3 separate regions of the Bombyx mori genome follow, and regions 1 and 2 are each linked to region 3. The links are chromatin contacts, called in public Hi-C maps. All regions are on one chromosome and are shown on one strand. The core of a region is the stretch at or near the end of the contact, and the rest is flanking DNA. Distances in the headings are between cores, read along the strand shown.

Region 1 (3,207 bases), core at 73-2,572, 80 kb after region 3:
AAGCAGTTATTGTAAATCTGTGCGGGTAGGTACCATCAACAACTTTATATCTGCAGCGGAACAGACATAGCGTTTCGGTTTTAGGGCACGGGACGGTTATAAAAACAATATAGTTGGAGCTTTCGACTTTATGTCTGAATTGCTCGCTCCGGGCATTTCAATATTGTAATAATTGTTATAATAATCATTGTAAAATGAATATTTAAAAAAAATCTAATATTTAAAAAAAACAACCAATATTTAAAAAAAAAAGACATGCCCGCAGAGTTTCTTGCCAATTCTTCTCAGGACGGAGGCTAGTTCTTGTGAATTGGCGGTAGTTCTTTTGACGTTCAACAAGTATGTACTTTCATTTATGTTGAATAAAAAATTTTTGATTTTTCATTTTTGAATGTGGGTGACAACATTCACGTCGAGATGTCTATGAACTTCGTTTACCACTTAACACGAGGGGCTCTAAGCGTGCCGTCTTTTATCGCGATATTCAGATTTCCGTGTGATTATCAAGTATTTACTTCATAAACTATGATAGTTACAATGTCATTTGATAACATGAACATTAAAATAGGAAATAATAATTGGATTGCCTCATTTTTAAGTCCATACACGTGTCGATTACAGCTCGCGTTAGAACATCTACGTACACAAACGGAATCGGTAGCGAATCACGTACTGTTGTACTGAATACTTCGTCAAACTGGCATAAATTACTGGCAATATTTATTACTGGTGGTAGGACCTCTTGTGAGTCCGCACGGGTAGGTACCACCGCCCTGCCTATTTCTGCCGTGAAGCAGTAATGCGTTTCGGTTTGAAAGATGGGGCAGCCGTTTTAACTATACTGAGATCTTAGAACTTATATCTCAAGGTGGGTGGCGCATTTACGTTGTAGATGTCCATGGGCTCCACTAACCACTTAACACCAGGTGGGCTGTGAGCTCGTCCACCAATCTAAGTCACAAAAAACAAAAAAAAATAGAAAGAAAGCAAAAAACGGCGCCTTAATGACGAATCATACAATGGGTATGGGACATCGTGTAACTCGTTTCGCCTAACATTTACAATTCCCAGGACAGTCTATTCCACAAACGGATAAGCCAGTAATTATACGGTCATATAAGTTTTTCGTGTTTACATATGTTGTTACATTGTTTATTGTCTCCAATTTGATACGATTTAATATATTCGATTCAGTTTCGTTAATAGATGTGCCATATGGATGGAGAAAAGCGTGTTTCCAAGAGTATGTAGACAGTTCTCCGCCCTAACGGCGCCGACAGCCGACACAATAATCCGGGTGGCAACAGTGTGAGCGTGACGTCGCGCACTCACCTTGACTCACTTTAGTTGGCCCGTTTGCATTACACTGTTTGCTACTCGTGTACTCGTGATTAGTCGACAGACTGAGACATATATCACTAATTCCTCAAGAAAATATCACTTCTAAGAATTTCAATCAACATTCCGTGAATGCAAATCAATAAAACCCGGATCGATAACATTTTCGTGTAATATAATTAATAGAACCGAAAGCATTATTTCTATTATAATAAAACGTTTTCGGAGGTTTTTGAACACGATTAGAAAAATAATTGTATAACAAACAAAATAAGCGATGAGCTTGTAATCAATTTTCTGTTGGCTTCTTGCACTCGGCGATTTAAGTTCAATGAACATCGTTAAGTAAACAGTCCAGGGAAAATGAGGAGAAAATACTTTCAATTAAACCAACAAATCTAATATTGATAATGAACGTAAACCTAAGATGGAAAACATTAATTATAATGTTTTCCTGAAGAGCCATCGGCGTAGAGAAAAATATGTTTTCGTAGTGAAACTAACCGACGGTATGAATGGGCGATATCGCAATTAATTACGCAGATAACTGGCACAGCTGATGTTCCGCCAGTAGTGTTGTATCCACACGATAGTATTCATGGGGCGAAAGCATCACATACCTACTTAGACGACGATAAGTGTTTTCTAGAATTTCGTTGACAAAAATAAATTATCTAAGTCGTACTTACTAACACGGAACTTGTTTTTGTTTTTGTTGGATAATTAAAGTGTTAAGGTTTTATAGATAAGAACAAGCATGTTTATATATTACAACAATACATATTCCATCGTGATGCAAACGTATCTAACAATAACGTAAATAACGATTTGATAAAATTAGTGGTCCCGCAGTAGTCGAAATTCGACTATAACTAATTGGAATTGTAAGTTTGTACACTATTATGATTGTATTTTATACTTCTATAATCACTAATTTCGCCAAGACTACTCTATAAAAAATATTAACAAAGACAAACCATATTCTATTCTCAATTTGACAATAGACGTCAAGAACAAAAGTTTGACAATAAATAGTATGCATGCGTGTGTGTCAAATACATGGTATGTAGTATAATGTTTTCTTTATTGATTTAATGTATCTTTTATGCATTATTTTTAAAAAATATTAGCATTGTGCACTTCTTCTCTATATTCTCTATAAGTGTGGAAAATTTTATACTCCTCCATCCGCGCAATTTTCGTAAAAAGGGGTACAAAGTTTTTGCTTCACGTATTAATATATAGATATTAATCACATTAATATGTGCGCTTAAAGGAAATACTGAAACGTTTTACAAACAACTCTGAACATTTCGAAGACATCTCACTGTATAGGTTCTAAGTGAAATCTCGGCAGATCTAATCGAGGTCTAGACTTTCGATAAGGATAAAAAGAGGACAACCGATCTCGTCGAACGTTCAGTACATTTCGATATCTAAGTAGTATCTCCTTGACTCGAATCGTATTGGCATCGAGGGGCCGCCGCTTGCGAAATTCGCCCACAGGCCGCAGGCGTTAGTCATTGTCGCCTATTGCATCCAGTGCAGACTGTTGCTTCATAGCTAGAGGTACGCGTGTTGCATTCGCAAAACTATATCTTCGACGATCATTAAATCCGTTTTGTAATCAAAATCAATTTGAAACTGATATGAACATACGAACAGGATATTAGTGACCGTTCAACATTTGTATGTCAGGATTTTTCTTGATAACGAACAAATCAAACAACTAATCCTTCAATCCAGTTTCGAAGTTCACGAATTGACAAGTTACACATAATTCTCTTCACACAATCAACGAGAATTAAGTTAACAACAGCTTCACGTGCGCACTCCGACGTCATTCCAACATCACAGATAATTTAGTTT
Region 2 (3,284 bases), core at 594-3,093, 100 kb after region 3:
TAAAAGCTTCCTTGATATTAAATTTGTTTTTCATATAGAAAACAGAATATTTGGTTAATATTAACTGAAAAGTTAATTGTTTAAGGCTCGTCATATTTTTATGTTTTATTGTTTTTTAGTTTAAAAAGTGAACTATGAACAGACTGGCAAAAATAACAAAATACGGCAATATAATTCCGGAATTCTGGATTACTCTAAACCACAATAAATTCTGGAAAAAATGTGCAGCTGTAAATAAATGGGAAAAATGCTTTATGAGAAATTTTACCATAAAGTTAATTTGCGTGGCTAATGTAAAACAGCCTATTATTCAGCAATCTCTGTTAATCTCATTTTGACAAAAATCATCTCATCTTTTTTATATGAATCGAAATATTTCATTTAAATAGGTTTCTTTTTCTGTTATAACCATTCAGTGTGATATATTATTCTTATGAAATTTATAGGATATCTCATTCCATGAAATGATTATTTCTATACAGATTCGAAATTGAAACTTTTATTTTCTACTTTATTTTCAATATGGACTTTAGTAGCATATTTATTGTTTTCATAAGATTTAATACTAAATGCTTACTTTTAAAACGCAACAAGACATGTCACATCAAAGCAACCATGTGGTAATGTTTACATGTATCAAACAAATATCTGATGCTTGTCCAAAGGTTATTGAACTACATGCCACTATATTCAAGCTTTGTGCCTAATAGTTCCTGGTACATTTAGTTACTAAGGGTCAGAGATTCCTACAATTTGTATTGTAGGCCGCGCATTTAGGTGTAGTACGATTGTTACTTACATTTGTTTTTGGCATTTTCATCCATGAGCATGTTGAAGTGGTGATGGCGGTTCCACGCTGCCATTTTGCCTTCGTGAGGAGCCCCGAGAAGCACCAGGGCCGCCCCGGCGGGCCCAACTCCGTCTAGGGGCTCCAGTGTCCTCAGCACACTATAACTTTGTCACACACTCATAACCTAAGGAACATATCTAACACACACTCGCGTTTAGAACGCCGTCGCCCTGGACGGCGATGTCATCGGCGCCGTCGCGCGGCGCACATGCCTTGCACTTCCGCTCTACGCACTTATGCACACGCGGGTAAACAAGCGCGATGAAAACGGCGCCCGTCGGTGATTCACCTCTGACGGCCGTCGCGTGCTCTGCACTGCAGGCGAACTGTGCCGGCGCCCGCGAGTCGCAGCCGACTGACACCCAAACACTCGTCCCTTGTCACGTGTGCGCCGTGTGCGCTGCACCGACAAAACACTCACTACCACAAATTATACTCACAATATGATTAGAAACCGCTGTCAACTATTCCGAAACAATTAATTACTGAAGAGCGAAACGCACGGAAAACGACATAACGCGCGACGCGGTTCCCCACTCCTCGACTCGAACGAGACTGGTACAATACGAGCCACGAATTACGAATTGAAATAGGGAACAAAATAATAACAAATATGCATGGGCTGTTCGATATAATAGGTGCACGTGGGTTGTGTCATTCCCAAAAAATCAGCAACATTTGGAAAAATACAATATAAGCTTAAACGTTTCAGACACTGCGACGAAATTTCTCAGAATAAAGTCAGTTGCGAGGCATCAAGCAAATACAAAATTTAATGTAATACGAACTACACAGTTGCACACTCCCGTAACGATATGGATTCATTAAATAGTTTCATTTTATAAGTATTAGCACTACCAACCAAACTATATTTGTAAACAAAACATATCCCGTAATACATACAGAAAACAATTTTTAAACAGTGAACGCGATCGCGTTGATCAAGCGCGACAAATAGGACAAAACATGGCAGACTTGAAAAGCACTTCTGTTGTCTGTGGTCAATTTCTTTTTAAAAGCGACTTTATACGTTTCGTTTCTTTTATCGAATAGACTTAAAACCATTATTTGCGGTATTTAGGTTTTTAGTAAAATGTTTCATTTTCATTTCTAAGATTATGATTTTTTAAGCATGTTCAATAAAATAAACACAAAAAGATTTAATCATTAAACATTATAATTTTTTCCAAAAAAATGCCATAGACAAAATAATGCTACCAATTAATAAATATTGCCGAGATCCTCCCAATTTTTTTATAATGGAAATATGTTTTTAATCTTTAACCAAATAATCCTCCCTCCTCCTCCCTTTTTTTTATTGCCCTTATAGGCAGACGAGCATACGGCCCACCTGATGGTGAGTGGTTACCGTCGCCCATGGATTTTACCAATGCCAGAAGCAGAGCCAAGCCGCTGCCTACCGCTTAATACTCTCCACAACTTCTGATTGAACTGAAAAATTCACTAGTCTTCTAATCTTGCAATGTGATAGCACTCTTGCAATAAATTTAATTAATAATTTTTAATATAATTCATGTTTGGTATAGGTCTACCAGGATCTGATGGCAAAAAGGGAACAAATCAACGATCAAGGATAATTTTTGAAGATCTTACTGTGGCGAATGTGGGGTTCGAAATTTAGATGAAAACTCCAATTACTCTTCATGAATTTATAAATTAATTATAGGCTATCAGAACTAGTGGTCGTCGTGGCCTAACGGATAAGACGTCCGGTGCATTCGTGTTGAAGCGATGCACCGGTGTTCGAATCCCGCAGGCGGGTACCAATTTTTCAAATGAAATACGTACTCAACAAATGTTCACGATTGACTTCCACGGTGAAGGAATAACATCGTGTAATAAAAATCAAACCCGCAAAATTATAATTTGCGTAATTACTGGTGGTAGGACCTCTTGTGAGTCCGCGCGGGTAGGTACCACCACCCCGCCTATTTTCCGCCGTGAAGCAGTAATGCGTTTCGGTTCGAAGGGTGGGGTAGCCGTTGTAACTATACTGAGACCTTAGAACTTATATCTCGAGGTGGGTGGCGCATTTACGTTGTAGATGTCTATGGGCTCCAGTAACCACTTAACACCAGGTGGGCTGTGAGCTCGTCCACCCATCTAAGCAATAAAAAAAAAATAAAAAAAAAAAAAACTTAAAAATGGTTCCAAATACTGCACATCCATAAAAAAGTCTTTATCAGAAGAGGAAGATAAGGAAGGCGCAGTATTTTTACCACCTTTCCTCTTTTTGCCCTGCGTACTAAATACATCTCTGTTAGATCTGCCTTCAGCAACAATTCGTCTTATGGTAGTATTTATTTATTTATTTATTTATGTGCGTTCCCCTGACGAGTCATTGTCAGGGACATTTTTTATGCTTATTTGCTTTTTTGATAAATTTTATTTTTCACCATTTGTAATGTTAGGT
Region 3 (2,877 bases), core at 297-2,796:
ATATTACGGACCGATAGTGGCATAGTCCACTACGATTGCGAGACTAAGCTGTCATTAATTTTGACTTTGGTAAAACACAATTCTTTTTCTTTTCTATCAGGTCACAGACATCCACTGTTGGACAAAGGCCTCTCCCAAGCCTCGCCTCAAAGATCGGTCCTGCGCTGCCTACATCCAGCGGATACCCCGAACCTCAATAAGTCGTCGCCATCTTGTGGGAGGTCTACCCACGCTACGTCTTAATAATCTTAATAACGCAATAATTATGTTTTATAATTACCTGTCCAAATGATCCCTTTCCGATCGGTGAGGAGATCTCGTACCGGTCGAGGAACTTCTCTCCCTGCTTAATAATATAATCGTGATTATCGTCATCGTAACCGTCATTGTATAACTTCTTCTCCTTCTTGTGCGAGCCATCCTCGCCCAGGTACTGCTGCGCTCTCCGTTTTTTCTTCGCGTAATATACCTGTTAAAAAAATAATTTAAACATTATTTATAAAATGTTTTAGAATAATTCAACACATAGTTGTAAACTAAATGAAAGTTAGTAAGTGAGTGACTGCAATAATAATAGTAATAATAATTATTATTATAACCGTATTATATTTATATTTATAATTTTTGATTTCGTATTTCCCAGTTCTCAGCAATAAATCATGGGTAAAAAAAATCATTAAAAATATTTTTGAACAACCATATAAATATGAGATGTTAGGATAACCTGTCGAGTGTCAACCCTACAGATACCGGGGCAATAACCAACACAAATCCTAGGTAATACAGGTCGTATGCGTTATAGGAAATGAATAGTTGAGGGAGCGCGGGAATTCGGGTGACGGACGTTGACCCAGATATGAGGCTGACATTGATCGACGATGGGTCACGATGTGCCAGTATAAAATATTTGTACAGAACCTGACTACCGAATTTGGAAATAGGAAGTTCATTGCTACATTTTTTTACGAAGCTGATTCATATTGTGAGTCATTGTTTTTGCGAACTCCATACCTGGCTTAAAGCTCGGGTGAACGGCCTGAATCGTCGGCGGTGGTTTTAATATTGGTGTAATTTCGCGAAATAGTTTCGTGCCGCCAACGACGTGCACTAATCGTTATGTGACCTCGATATGTCATTCGGATGCCGTTACATAACTTCGGTTTGACTTAGCAGTAATAATGTCGACTGCACGACATTCGCATCGTGCCGGTGCGGAAGTGTCGCATATCGACTCGGCCGAACGATAACCCAAATATCCGACAGCGACCTACATATTACGCCGTATATTTTACAGACGACCGAGCGCGGCCCGACAGCCGGCAACCGGCGTCACTTCATGGGGTCGTCCGACCTATCTACCGTTTCTCTTGTCTGGAATAACATTAAAACAAGAAAGACGATTCTTTTAATGAATTTTATTCTAGGAATTAAGACCGTTATGTTATGGTAAAGTGGTGATGCCGGATGAGGATGATGTGTTAGGCCAGTGACCGCGGCACGTGGTCGCGAGATGAGCGCGTCGGGCCGGGGAGAGACGGCGCGCGGCGGCTGTCATTGATTTTCCCCGTTTCCCCCTCCGCCCCTCGCCGGCTCTACCTCCCCCCTCCGCGTCTCACCCACTTCCAGCGCCCGATAACGAGGTTAACGGGCGACGTGAGCGTCTCCTAAACTTTAATTATACCCGTACACCCGTCGTACATGTTTAACCCGGCCTCTATTCAACGTTTTGTTTGCAGCACACCTGATAGCGAGATGTGATCCACTGTACGGTTCGAGGTTAACTATCTAATGGACGTCGCGCCGGAGATGGAAATGCGAAGAGCGAAACTAACACCGTGTCGGTCGGAAGTTACCGTTAGATTCAAATCTGTAAACGACATCTAGACTCGTGAGCTGCCGACAACTTCCTTGAATTATTGTATGTAAACAATATGATGGTTAAGCTCATCACGCTTTACGAAATTTTATATAGAGAAAAAGAATAATTAAATTATACAACACATAGACCAAAAGAGTTCTCGTTTATTAAAAATAATAATTAGCTGTTGTAAATTAGTATCCCCTTCTGTATGGATGTCATAAGAGTTTACAAAGCACAAATTCAGGCCACCTGTACACATCAGACTTTCGTATCATTCCATGTACGGACACCAAAATGAAGAAATTTCATCTTAAATGATTTAAAAGGAAAACTTGAATTGCAAATCGCAATCCGGAACTCTTGATACGGAAAACTAATAAGGTGGCAGGTTTGGACAAGTACTATAATTTAATAATATTATTATAGTAGTTGAGAGGAAAAATGAAATAGACTGACGACCTAATGTTGCATCACCGACTAAGAAGATCGCGACCTTACCAGAGCTTAAATTGCGACGCAAAATAATAATAAACAATACCTAAGTGGCAAATCAATTGTTGTTGTTTTTTTTTTGTGTATTTCGATTATAAATAGGCAATATTGGTAATTTCAATGTGTAAACATAAAAGTTTCAGTAAAATTTCTCAAGGGAATGTATTTATTGAAAACTATATGAGTTGTAATTTTTATTTTGAAGTTTATGTTTCGTGTAATATTTACCATCAAAGAAATAGGTATTTACGTTAACATAAAAATAAACAGCGCGTAATAGTTTTTATTTTGGGCTTGGTTTTTTATTCTTCATTTTATTATCTTCGCCCTTTTGATACTTCAAATATTACAAAATTAAAATAATTTCGTTTCTAGTCACTGTTATCCAAGCATCGCCGTGTCCCGTTATTCAATTATGTGGTCCCGGCAATGCGAAGCCGGTCTCTTCCCAATAATATATCTTGTCCATTACTTTTTCGGAACGTAACATTTTCGCAAGATTCACGGTCAGAGGTTTTTTTTGC

Evidence for each region. Hi-C and Micro-C count contacts between places; a contact is called where the count stands out from the background.
Region 1: a Hi-C map of posterior silk gland shows a contact between it and region 3, with 2.1 times the contacts expected there. The contact joins two enhancer-like sites. A contact is called at or near these places in 4 of 7 Hi-C or Micro-C datasets (midgut, posterior silk gland and whole pupa).
Region 2: a Hi-C map of midgut shows a contact between it and region 3, with 1.9 times the contacts expected there. The contact joins the promoter of LOC101738805 here to the enhancer-like site in region 3. A contact is called at or near these places in 2 of 7 Hi-C or Micro-C datasets (midgut and whole pupa).

What each region holds. Positions count from the first base shown.
Region 1 is chr18:4,503,584-4,506,790 of ASM3026992v2, forward strand. All of the region lies in intron 3 of LOC101738805 (serine/threonine-protein kinase minibrain), which reads right to left. Among protein-coding and RNA genes, the nearest start is that of LOC101738805, 24 kb to the right of the region's middle. Within about 2 kb of position 1,323, at least 3 of the 8 cell types and tissues checked have open chromatin away from gene starts, as enhancers often do.
Region 2 is chr18:4,527,108-4,530,391 of ASM3026992v2, forward strand. It overlaps LOC101738805 (serine/threonine-protein kinase minibrain), which reads right to left and starts at 1,844. Exons shown (of 12, transcript XM_004928140.4): 1 at 800-1,844. The coding sequence starts at 863.
Region 3 is chr18:4,423,510-4,426,386 of ASM3026992v2, forward strand. It overlaps LOC101738805 (serine/threonine-protein kinase minibrain), which reads right to left. Exons shown (of 12, transcript XM_004928140.4): 4 at 281-469. Among protein-coding and RNA genes, the nearest start is that of TRNAH-GUG, 18 kb to the left of the region's middle. Within about 2 kb of position 1,547, at least 8 of the 8 cell types and tissues checked have open chromatin away from gene starts, as enhancers often do.